2 separate regions of the Ovis aries genome follow, and region 1 is linked to region 2. Evidence: chromatin contacts called from public Hi-C data. All regions are on one chromosome and are shown on one strand. Each heading gives the region's core, a stretch centred on a gene start, on an enhancer-like site or on the middle of the called end of the contact. The rest is flanking DNA. Distances are from core to core; before and after follow the strand shown.

The links. A called contact is a pair of places that touch in the nucleus more often than the background predicts.
Region 1: a Hi-C map of mixed tissues shows a contact between it and region 2, with 2.1 times the contacts expected there. The contact joins the enhancer-like site here to the promoter of G0S2 in region 2. A contact is called at or near these places in 4 of 16 Hi-C or Micro-C datasets (hypothalamus, liver, mixed tissues and 1 more).

Annotation. Positions count from the first base shown.
Region 1 is chr12:73,155,377-73,161,655 of ARS-UI_Ramb_v3.0, forward strand. LAMB3 (laminin subunit beta 3) reads left to right here. Exons shown (of 23, transcript XM_042229264.1): 11 at 317-472; 12 at 743-939; 13 at 1,130-1,241; 14 at 1,984-2,362; 15 at 3,742-3,902; 16 at 4,041-4,261; 17 at 4,542-4,739; 18 at 5,295-5,439. Among named protein-coding and RNA genes, the nearest start is that of CAMK1G, 45 kb to the right of the region's middle. Within about 2 kb of position 2,850, at least 5 of the 54 cell types and tissues checked have an H3K27ac peak or open chromatin away from gene starts, as enhancers often do. A contact at or near this core is called in hypothalamus, where this site is marked.
Region 2 is chr12:73,090,252-73,096,398 of ARS-UI_Ramb_v3.0, forward strand. It overlaps G0S2 (G0/G1 switch 2), which reads right to left and starts at 3,230. Exons shown (of 2, transcript XM_042229270.2): 1 at 3,113-3,230; 2 at 2,307-2,955. The coding sequence starts at 2,924. The coding sequence ends at 2,664. All of the region lies in intron 1 of LAMB3 (laminin subunit beta 3), which reads left to right.

The DNA of each region.
Region 1 (6,279 bases), core at 1,600-4,099, 65 kb after region 2:
ACGGGGTCCCAAAGAGTCAGACGCGACTGAGCGACTAAGCACATCAAGGCACAGCAACACGTGCCAAGCCGAGCCCTGTTGCCCCTGCTTTATTCCTCATAAGAGGCCCTATGAGTGTTACATAAGTATCCCCATTTTATAGATGAGCAAACTGAGGCACAGGGCAGCTTAAATAACTTGACTAAGGTGGTCAGGTCGTAAGCCAGGAAGTGGGGGGAGGGGAATAAGACTCTGAACCAGAATGTGCTCCCCATGCTCTGCTTTTCCTCTCTGGCCCCCCCCCCCCCCCCCCCCCCGCACCGCCTTTGTCTTGCAGCCTGCGAGTGTGACCCGGATGGGGCGGTGCCAGGAGCGCCCTGTGACCCAGTGACTGGCCAGTGTGTGTGCAAGGAGCACGTGCAGGGGGAGCGCTGTGACCTGTGCAAGCCGGGGTTCACGGGGCTCACCTTCTCCAACCCGCAGGGCTGCCACCGTGAGTAGAGGGTCCCAGCCTGCCTTGGGGCAGGGCAGGCGGCCCTGCGCATGAGCCGGGTGCAGGCCTGGCTCAGAACGGGGACAGAGCCCGCCCGGGGAGGCGGCCAGGTGCTGGGACTGGCGGGAAAGCGTGGCGGCCTGGTTTTCTAGGTTTTCTGCGGGGGAGCGCCCCGCCAGGTTCGTCTCCCTGATGCGTGTCCTCTGGGGGAGGGGTGGGGACCAGACTTGGGTGCCCTCCCCTCAGCTCAGCAGCCCCCCTCCTGTGCAGGCTGTGACTGTAGTGTCCTGGGCTCCCGGCGGGACGTGCCGTGTGACGAGGAGACGGGGCGCTGCGTGTGTCTGCCCCACGTGGTGGGCCCCAAGTGTGACCAGTGTGCCCCCCACCACTGGAAGCTGGCCAGCGGCCGGGGCTGCGAGCCCTGTGCCTGCGACCCGCGCAACTCCCTCGGCCCCCAGTGCAACCAGGTACACCGCGGGCTGGCCCCCACGCCCCCGCAACGTCCCTCCCTGTGGCTCTCGGCCTTGGCAGGCCCGGAGACGAGCGCCTAAGGCGGGGCGGTCCTGGGTCCGACCGCGGAGCTTGCGTGCTGGCGGGAGCCTCTGCGGCTGGGGTGCGCCGGGGAGTCCCGCTGGCTGACCCGGCTCTCCCCGGCAGTTCACAGGGCAGTGCGCCTGTCGGGAAGGGTTCGGGGGCCTGACCTGCAGTGCCGCAGCCATCCGCCAGTGTCCCGACGGGACCTATGGAGAGGCAGCCGCGGGGTGCAGAGGTGCGTTCTGAGAGGCGGGGGCTGGCGGCGGGGGTGTGCAGACGCCGCAGGGGGTGCGGGCTCGGGTGGGCTTGTGCTGGGGGGCGTGCGGGTCTGTGGTGTCTGGTCCACGGGGGCTGGGCCCTGGCAGCCCGCTAGAGTACTTGTCCCCTGCTAGCCCATCCCCATGTCCCCGTGTCCCCTCGTCCCTGTGTCCGCATGTCCCCCTGCTCCCCCCGTCCTCGTGTCTCCCTGTCGCCCTGTCCCCCTGTCCCCCTGTGCCCGTGTCCCGGTGACAGGAGGGCTGCTTTGCGCCTCTCTTCCCTGAGAAAGCATCTCCCAGCTGTGGAGAAGCCCCCTCCTCCCTCTTCGCGGATGCAGAAAGTGAGCCCCGCGGGGGTCAGTTTGGCAGACCCCAGTCTGTTCCCAGCCCTGTCGCCCCGGGCGGGGTTGCTCCCCCTCTCCGGGCATCGGCCTCCTAGCCTGGGAAGGGGCACCCTGCCTCGGGTGCTTGCGCCCTTGACGGCGGGCGGGTCAGAGGCTCGCGCGTGCGCTCGGGGAGCGGAGCTCGGGCCGCGCCTGCACGAAGGGGCTGCTGAGTGAGCCCCGCCGCCCTCGCCATGGTTCTGCTCGGGCCTTGACAGCCTCTCTCTGAGTCCTAAGACCCCGAGGCCAGACGTCCTCTCCAGGGCGCTCCCCGGCAGACTCTCGCCCTCCCTGGCCCCTGGCCCCCAGCCCCTGACCATCTTTTCTCCCGCCCCAGCCTGTGACTGCGACTTTCGGGGCACCGAGGGGCCGGGCTGCGACAAAGCCTCGGGCCGCTGCCTCTGCCGCCCCGGCCTGACGGGGCCGCGCTGTGACCAGTGCCAGCGGGGCTACTGCGACCGCGCCCCGGTGTGTGTGGCCTGCCATCCCTGCTTCCAGACCTACGACGGCGGCCTCCGGGAGCGGGCCCTTCGCCTGGCCGGCCTCCGCAACGCCTCCGCTGGCCTGTGGCCCCGGCCGGGCCCGGAGGACCACGGCCTGGCCTCGCGGATGCAGGACGCCAAGAGCAAGATGGAGCAGATCCAAGCCACTCTCGGCGACGCCTTGGTCACGGAGCAGGAGGTGGCCCAGGTGGCCAACGCCATCTTCTCCATCAGGTCATTCCCTCTCCCCACTGAGCCGTGGGGGTCCACAGAGCGGCCCATATTGCTTACAACCCTTTACCATCTACAAAGCCTTTTCCTAGCGCTTCCCTGGTGACTCAGAAGGTTAAGAACTTTCCTGCAGTGCAGGAGATCCAGGTTCGATCCCTGGGTTGGGAAGATCCCCTGGAGAAGAGAATAGCAACCCCCTCCGGTATTCTTGCCTGGAGAATCGCATGGACAGAGGAGCCTGCAGGGCTAGTCCATGGGGTTGCAAAGAGTCGGATAAGACCGAGCAACTTCCACATTTCACTTTCAAACCTTTTGAAACCTTTGAAACCTTTTCAAACCTTTCAAACCTCTCTTTTTCACCGTCGCTGCAGTCCTGGGAGGTTGGTGGGATGGGTGTTACTACGTCAGTCTTGCCAGTGAGGAAACGGGCACAGCTTGGTGACGTGACAGAACCAGCTGTCCACAGAGGGGCAGAGTGGGGGACCAGGAGCACAGGCACCAGCCCAAGTGCCCAGCACTGCCTGCGGGTGTCAGCTCTGGATGAGTCACCCTGGTGGAGGGCATGTGAAAGGCAGGGCTCCGAAAATAACTTGTGTTTGCCTTTGGAACGGGAGCGGTCCCACCCACAGCCCCCTCCTACCAGCAGAGGCCTCTTCTCAGTGAGGTTTGGTTCCAAAGTTTTCATAATGAGTTTTGCCTTCCCTGAGCCCTTGCCAACTCGCTGACCGTGGTGGGGCCGAGCCACCCTGGTGTGCAGTTGGCCTCGGTCTCAGAGCCGAGCAGGGAGCCTGTGGGTATCTGATGGGCTGGGCGTGCCAGCCTGGAGGGGCCTCCTGAAGGATGGTGCACGTGGAGCAGAGGTTGGCCGCGGAGAAGGGGAGGCTAGTGGCAGGGACTGGTTGGGTGGAGCTGCAGAGGGCCGGGGAGGGAGGAGTCTCTGCATACTCAGTGACCATGGGTCAGGGCAGGTGACCCCGCTTTGGGCGGAAATGGACAGGCGGGTCAGCAGCTCTGGGAGCCCTGGTGGGGAGAGGAGAGACCTGGGTGCCCAGGGTCTAGGCATGACTGACGGCAGCCTGTAGGGACCCCAGGAGGAGAGGGTCAAGGAAGCTTCTTGTGGAAGCTGGTGTGGGGACGCAGAGGAGAGCTAGGAGCCTTAGGCTCACACCTGTCCAGGAGGGAGAGGTTTTTCTGGATCTGCTTGCATAGGGATGGAGGGAGACGATTCCGGCTTTAGCCCAGCAGAATCCTCTCCCGTCTGCAGCTTTCCCTGATGGCCTCCGTTTCTCCTGACTTGGTAGCTTTTTCTCTGGGGGGATGGCTGGGTCTGGGGAGGCAGCCCCTCTCCTGTATTTTAGTGGAAACTTCTCCCCCTACTTTAGGCGGACGCTTCAGGCCCTGAAGCTTGATTTGCCCCTGGAGGAGGAGACCTTGAACCTCCCGGGAGACCTGGGGAGTCTGGACAGGAGCTTCAATCACCTCCTCGTCACGTATCAGAGCAAGAGGGAGCAGTTTGAAAAGATGAGCAGTGCCGACCCTTCAGGTGAGCGGGGTGAGGGGGAAGTGTGGAGACCCCACACCAGGCCAGACTTCGGCTCCCCTCCCACTGGTCCTCCGCCTCCAGGCCTGAGGGGTCCAGGGCTGGCTCAGTGAACCTCTCTTCTTTCCCCTTCTGCACCAGGAGCCTTCCGCGTACTGACTGCAGCCCACCAACGGTCATCCCAGGCCGCTCAGCAGGTCTTGGACAGCTCCCGCCGGTTACTGCCACTCAGGGATAGCCGGAGAGAGGCGGAGAGGCTGGAGCAGCAAGTGGCAGGAGGATCAGGAGCCGGTGGTCCCCAGCTCGCAGCCCTGAGGCTGGAGATGGCCTCCGTGCCTGATCTGACGCCTGCTATCAACCAGGTGATGCCTGGCAGAACCCGACTTTCCCCCTCCGGCCCCTCCGGCCCCACACCAACGGCTGCCCCGCCATTCCCACGGGGGCCATATAGACCCCACTGCCACCCCACTCATCTTGACCCTCAGCCCCTGCCTGGGCTGCTCAGCAGCAACCAAGCCAACCAGTTTCTGGGGGCCCGGTTGCCACAGATATGTCTGTTGGCTGTTGGCTTCCCAGGTGTGGGATGGGAGTGGTTGTTGCAAAGCCTCGGGGACCCCCTTTGACACCTCCATCTCTCTGCAGCTCTGTGGGGGCTCCAGGGAGATGCCTTGCACCCCGGGAGCCTGCCCCGGGGAGCTCTGTCCCCGAGACAACGGCACGGCCTGTGGCTCCCGCTGCAGAGGAGCCCTCCCCAGGGCAGGCGGGGCCTTGCGGATGGCGGGGCAGGTGGCCGAGCAGCTGCGGGCATTCGGCGCCCAGCTCCAGCAGACCAAGCAGATGGTAGGTGTGGCGAGTGGCGGTGGGCGCCCGTAGTAGGGGGAGGCAGAGGGGACAGAGCCCCCGGGCGAGTCAGAGCTTCCAGGAGACACGATCCCAGAGGTGTCAGCTGACTTGCCCACATGGCCCCACAGCCAGCGGGGCATCTCAGGCGACTCTAGTGGTAAAGAACCCGCCTGCCGGGGCAGGAGACATAAGGTACTCAGGTTCAGTCTCTGGGTCGGGAAGATCCCCTGGAGGAGGGCATGGCAGTCTACTCCAGTACTCTGGCATGGAGAATCCCCATGGACAGAGGAGCCTGGTGGGCTACTGTTCATGGGGTCACGAAAGACTCGGACACGACCTGAGCGACTTAGCAGGCGGCACGCATCACAGCAAGTGAGAGATGGAGGCTAGTGCTTCACCATCACTTCTTGTGAGGCCAAACCGAGCTAGTTGCACATCTCCCAGGCGGATCCTGGGTAGCCGATGCCTGCAGACCCCCACCCCCTCCATGGGGGCCGCCGAGAGGCTCCCCGGGGGCTTCAAACCCCGCTGACCCCCAGCATGCGTCTGCAGATCAGGGCAGTGGAGGAGGCTGCCTCTCAGGTCCAGTCGGACACTCAGCGCCTGGAGACGCAGGTGAGCGCCAGCCGCTCCCAGATGGAAGAGGACGTCAGACGCACGCGGCTCCTCATCCGGCAGGTGCGGGACTTCCTCTCAGGTGAGCCGGTCCTCACCATCCCCTGGGCGGCTTTCTGGGAAGGCGTGTCTAAGCCATGTTTTGAGAGTAGGACTCTGGGTTAGGCGAGCAGTTGATGGCCTCTACTGGGAGGTCCTTGTGAAAGCAGGTGGTTGGGGAAAATCTCACTTGATTAAACTGCCTGCTGGCCCCCAGGGCCCAGTTCGCTGTCTCCCGACCCCCCACCCCCCACTTCCCATTCCTCCATCAGCGCCTCCTCTCCCTGGACCAGTCCCTATTTTCACCTGGGCGGCTGCTTCCTCTCCCACCTCCTTCTGGCCTGTTCTCCACCCAACAGCCCGAAACATCTTTGAAACATGCAGGTGGGGTAGCATTCCACGCACTCCTAATGTCCGTCACTCCACGGCCTCTGTCACCTCCTGGGTGTGGCCTGGAGCCTGTCTGTTTGACTCACAAACTGTCCTTGAACAGGTCAGCTCTCGCTAACCTCAAGGGTGCTCTCTCTCTTTCTCTGCCTGGGATGCTGTCTCCAAGGCGACTGATTCTTGCCCTCCAGGTCTGAGTGTACAGATCTCCCTCGAGGGGACTTTCCTGATCATCCCCTCCAGTCATCCCCCTCCCCCAGCCCCCTCTGGAGTCGGCCCTTCGCCGCTCTGAGCCTGTGGTTGTTGAATTCTTCTGTCAACGAGTGTGTTGATTGTCTCCACGCCAGACTCTCAACTCCAAGAGGCCAGGGATGGCTCTGTGTGTCTTATTCACTGTGTCCCTGAAAAAGCACCCAATGTTGGTTGCGTGAGTAAAGGAACCTGGGGCACTCCCGAGCTACCCTGGGGAGCGGCAGAGATCCCAGGACAGGACTCA
Region 2 (6,147 bases), core at 1,980-4,479:
CTGGAATGGATTGCCATTTCCTTCTCCAGCGGATCTTCCCGACCCAGGGGTAGAACCCGGGTCTACTGCATTGTAGACAGATGCTTTACCATCTGAGCCACCAGGGAAGTCCTCATCAAGTGGCATGTCTATGTCTATGTGACTTTAACCACACACACACACACAAAACCTTTAAAAATGTGAAAGTCACAAAGAAGACTGAGAGAGATGACCACCCCTGTAAAACAACAGGGACTACAGAGTCCATTACTGTGTGATCCACTGTGAGACTCAGACTGAATGAACTCAGAGGAGTGATAAGGTCAGTGAGGACAGAGAAGATTTTGGTGGCTTGGATTTAACTGGGTTGGGTAGTTTGTCCATGTATAGACATGAGGCACAACCTTCAAAGCTAAAACTACACCAGCATTTCCTGTATATTTAGGGACACATATAAAATCTATGTAGTTTTATGTATAGGCAAACAAAAATGATAGGCATTGTCTTCTAAACCAAAATCCGGAATACGGGAGTACAGTGACAAGAAGCGCAATATTTGAAACTATTCCTCTCTTGGGGAACCTGAGGTTTATGGTTGCAAAAGGTGTGGGGACTGTGGGTGGGCATAGGAAGAGGAATGTATGCAAAGGTGCGAAACCAGAAGGGACGAGGAGGGTCCTGGGGGTTCACGCAGGGCATCAGGTGGGAGGGCTGAGATCTGAGCAGATCATGGAGACACTGGAAAACCTGGACGGGAGCTTAGGCGCTCACGCCTTTGATGGAGGAGCAGCAGGATGAAGGAAGGGTGAAACCCCGGTCCCGCAGTGAGTGTTTTGAGGTGAATATACTAGAGACTGCGGGAGGCGGTTTGAGATGTTGACAGCTGGACCAAGGAGCGGCTGCATCAGTGGAAGAATAATAGAGTAAGAGAGGTGCTTGGGAAGGAAAACGGGAAGAATAAGATGGGGTGAACTGAGACCTTTTCTGGACATTTAAGACGAAGTTGCTGCTGTCGACTCTGTGCGACCCCATAGACGGCAGCCCACCAGGTTCCCCCGTCCCTGGGATTCTCCAGGCAAGAACACTGGAGTGGGTTGCCATTTCCTTCTCCAATGCAGGAAAGCGAAAAGTGAAAGTGAAGTCGCTCCGTCGTGTCCGACTCTCAGCGACCCCATGGACTGCAGCCCACCAGGCTCCTCTATCCACGGGATTTTTCAGGCAAGAGTACTGGAGTGGGGTGCCATATGTCTCCTTAATACAGGACCAAGTTTCCCATTTTGAAAACTGGGACAACAGTGGTTTCGTTGCTATTCTTTTGCTTTAAATCCATGTCTTTTCTCTTGATTAATCTCACTGCTCTTTCGTTTGGAGTGATCAAGATAGATTTCAGGCAGACATGCCACTTGATGAGGGGTAGGATGTGAGCTGGCAGAAATAAAGTGAAAGGGTGTGTGTGTTGGTGGGGGGAGGTGCGGGGGAGCAGAAGAGGGTGGTGGTGGAGGGACAGTCTGGTCAGAGGCAATGGCAGGATCCTTGCTACGTTTGGCAAAAATCCACAGCCATGGATGGTGAGAGTGAAATGGTGAGGGCAGGTGGAGAGTGGCTTCAGGCTCCTGCCCCTAGCTACTTCTTAAGAGCCACTGTTTATCACTTTTTATGCTGATATGCTGAGCCCTACAGAGCCACGAAGACTAGGTATTAGCACAAACGAACCTCTGTCTCTGGAGGAAGGGGACTCAAGCCTGTGATAACCAGTCTTTCCCCCTCTTAAATGAGAGCTTCCCACTGTGATTCAGTTTGTGAGGAGGAAGCCTGGGTAGAGCTAGACTTTCAGTGAAATGTTCTTGGGAGATCGCCTTCCCTCTTCTCCTTGCAGCTAGCTAGTTTTCCGCCCCGCCCCGCCGTCCTCCACCCCGCCCCCACCCCGCCACCCCAAATACAGTTAGGAAGGAAGAGCTGTTAACAGGACCCTCTGGTGCACAGGTGTGAGATGGCAAACAGGTTTTCTGCCCTAGAGTTAAACAGCATCTCTCTTTCACTTACTCTAGCTTGTTTATCTTCTGAGCTTGAAATGCTAAGTCTGGTGGGACTTCGAAAAAGCTTCTGTCTTGCCATTCCTAACACAAAGCAAAAATAAATTCTCAACAGGATTACAAGCCTGTAACATCAATATCAGAGTCGGGGGGCGGTGAAGCAAAAGTTGCCTGGTCTTCACTGGACGCTCAGTCCACTGGCCTCAGATAAGACCCCAGCAAGCCAGCACCCCCCGCAGTCCATGGTAGGTAACTGTGCCCTCCTCCACCCCCCTCAGGAATCAGATGCTGAGATATATACAAAACGGTTTTTTATTTCAAAACGCAATCACTGTAATAATAACAACAACAACAACAATAATATAAAAAGCGTTTCTCCTTTCACCCTCGTGCAAAATGTTAGATGCACTCAGGTGGCTGGAAGGTACCTAGCTTTGGACGTGGCATCTTCCTGCAGTGCTGCACAGCAGCAAACTCAGTCCCAAGCTCCGTTTGGCGGATCCGCGTGGTAGTTCAGTTCTAGAAGTCGGTGGCTTCTCAGAAGCAAGTTCAGACAGCACAGCACGCCCACTCGAGCCTGCCCTTTCGGCCCTGGCTCACTCGCCCCTCTCCGGGGTCTCTCTTCCCTTCCCTCCGCCGGCCCCCGAGCTCCTAGGAGGCGTGCAGCCGGTTGGACAGGGCCCGGCAGGCCTGGGCGGCCTCCAGTGGCTTGCCTTGATCCCGCGGGGCCGGCTCCCCCAGCTCGGCCAGGGTCGCCTCGCGGAAGGGGCCGCACACGGCCTCCATCAGGCCGAGCACGGCGCCGAAGAGCGCCAGCACGCCGCCCAGCAGGTACATTCGCACCAGCTTCGCACTGGGCTTCTGCGCCATCAGCTCCTTGGCCAGGGGAATCAGCTCCTGCACCATCTCCATCTGGGCTTCGGGCTCTCGGGGTGGGGGTGACCTGCGGGAGCAGCGGATCGGGGTGGGGGGGGGGAGGACCTTCAGCCTCCGAAGGCCGGCTGCAGCTCTCGGCTCTCTCGAGGGGAGGCCCGCAGGGAGTGGGGGGCACACCGGGGACCCCGCGTCCGGCCGCGCTCCTCCGCGCCGCGCTCACCTACAGGGGCGCCGCCAGAGCTGGGGCGGCGATCGCCGTGTGCGTGGGCCCCGTGCCTCTGCGTTCTGCTTCTCCTCGCCTTCCTCCTAGCCTCGGGATGGGGACTCGGCAACTGGCACCTGGTCAGCGCCCCCGGGGCCGCTTATATTTGTTTCTCCGAGCCCCGCCTCCTGGGCTCCCGGGCCAGCCAGAGAGAGGAGGGGGAAGAAGGGGAGAGGCGGGGCAGGGACCTTGGGGTGGCGGCCACGAGCTGTGCACACCCTCCCTGCAATTGTGAGCCCGGAGGCTGGGGGCGAGGGCCTGAGGCCGGGGGCGGGGAGGAGGGCTTCGATGTACAAAGGTGAGGACCCGGAGCCCTGGGAGGAATCCGCGCCCATTTCCGACCTCCTTAATGGTGTGGGTGGATCACAGCTTCCCTCATCCGGAGAGGTCTGGAAGGACCCCTGGTGAGGACGCCTGAAAGTGAAGTCAAAGTCGCTCAGGCGTGTCCGGCTCTTTGCGACCCCATCGACTATACAGTCCAGGGAATTATCCAGGCCAGAATACTGGAGTGGGTAGCCTTTCCCTTCTCCAGGGGATCTTCCCAACCCAGGGATCAAACCCAGGTCTCCTGCATTGCAGGCGGATTCTCAAGGGAAGCTGGGGTTCTACTTAACCGAAAAATTAGTTTTCATAAAGAAAGTTTGTCATCTTCCCGCACGCATAGGGATTTGAGGTACAAGGAAAGGAGAGGGTTCCGGTTATGAAAACAGAAAGGGTCTCCAGGCTCTGCATAAGGAATGAAGTTTGTGCTTATAGTTACATTTCTCTCTGGTCTAACTGGTTTAGTCATGGGCGCTCGCATTGCTAGGGTCACTTGATGGGTAACTATTCATTGAGGCTGCCCTTTATGCACAGATGTGTGTGTGTGTGTGTGTGTGTGTGTGTGTGGTATGATGTTTGTGTCTGTAGGGGTTTGTACTTCTGTGTATCAGAGAACTGCCATTAAATCCAAACTCTCCCCACTAGCACTTAAGACGTGAAGTTGAGCACTGGGGCGAGGTGAACATGGAAAGACGGGCCTTGGGGAAAGTTTGCTGGCCTGAACTGCAAATATTTGCTGCGTCCCTCAATAATTATATCCCACTTCCCTGGACCTGGGGAGCAGCACGGCTGTACCAGCTCCATTTGGCAGAAAGGTGAGAATAGACAGTTAAGGTAAGAAGCTAAGGAGTAGAGAATACCCTTGGAAGCATGAAGAAGGTAGGGTTGATTTTAACCAGGATCACTATAGGCGAGGGAGGGTTCTGGTTTAGCCTTGGTTATTCACATATAAGAGCTAGTTAGCAAGTAGGGGAAAAGGAGAGGCCCTGGGCCAAAGCCCTTCAAGCAGAGAAAAGGAGAGGGCAGAGAGAGGATGGGGAAATTGGACAGGCCAGACAATTGCAAAGGTCAGTGATGCAACCTTGCAATAGCCTGGCAACGTCAGTCAGGCTGAGCCCCGAGGGGAGGGACCCGGAAAGGGCTGTTGCAGGGATTACATATTGGGCTTGTTGGAAGTTTTAACAGTAATTTTTCTTGGGAGTCTGAGGCAATTTCCTGGACAAATGAGTTTAAAAAGACAACAGTAACACCTGCCCTTCACCCCTGTAGTTCAGTTAGTAGGATTTGTGTGTGCAGCTTGGGCAAGGTTACCTGAAGAGCTCATTTGAAATTCTACATTTTAATCTGTACACAAGCAGGCAAGGTGACCAGGGGCCAAATGGGGATGATTCTTGGAGCTCGTGTCCCCTGCTTATTATTCCTTTAACCTTGTCAGGCAGGAAGCTTCTGTAACCAGGGAGATGAATATCAGTCTTGGGCATTTTCTTTGAACCTTTCTTACAATTTTGGTCTTTAATAACCAGCAGAAGTGATCTGTGAGCTTTCCCAAGAACTATGTGAGTCTGAAATACTGTGACTTCTGAATGAGTGTGTGCTGTCATCTTAATATCAGGACTTTCACGTGGTTTCTGCTCTGAGGGTGAGTCAGCCCCTTGGAGCTTTGGCCTCCAAAACTCCAAAATTGACACTTCAGTGAGCATTTCTGGTATTTCTGTAACTCAAGAGACACAAGCCGCACGTCTCTCAAGGTCAGCAAGCTGTAATTTATTTGGGGTTCCCCTTTCTTGTGACTAACTCTGGCACATCACATCACCTCAGATGAGTTCCCCTGTTTCTCTCTCTGATAACCCAGCTTTGACCCCGAAGGTCTTACCAGCTTGCTGGCCAGAGCTGGGCAGAGTAAAGGAGCAAATGGCAAGGACTGGGGTCACTGGTGGATTTGCTGTTCCTGGTTTAGGTGGTAGCTAGGGCTGAGTGCAAGATGGTAGGAATAGAAGGTTGAGAAATCCAAGGTCACCAATGCTAGGAATTTCTGACTCTGCTCCTCTGTCTGGGTGGGGAAGAGGCCAACCAGGGTAGCAATTTGGCTAACGCTTGGGAAGCTAAGCATGTGATTTGACTGTGCTGATGTCCCTTTAAAGATGCAAAACCTTGTGTTGAATCCTGCAGGTCAGACACAAGGTATTTAAGTGAAGGTCACAGTTGTAGGGCAACAAACCCTTTGCCTAGGGCTGAGGGATTTCTGGAAGATGCTACATTTGCACTGCTGAAACTGAAACAGTTCCAGGCAATCCAGAGCCTCTTGCTGTTGTTCAGCCGTTAAGTCGTGTCTGACTCTTTGGACTGCAGCATGCCAGGCCCCTCTGTCTTTCAGTATTTACCAGAGTTTATTCAAATTCTTGAGTTACTTTCATTTCATGGGCATTAATGTTAAACACCACATTATCCTACCATTCCCTGCCCAATGCCCTGCTTTATTTTCCTTCATGGTGCTTCATGCTTGGATTTATGTTGATGTAATTATGAATTTGCTTCTGTGTTTTCTTCTGTATTCATCTGAGGATAACCTTCATGGAGACCGGAACTTTGTTTTATTCTGCACTGCATCCCCCGGGCCCAGTATAATCCTTGGCACATAGCAGATCCTTAATAGGTAACGATGGGATTAATCGAAGA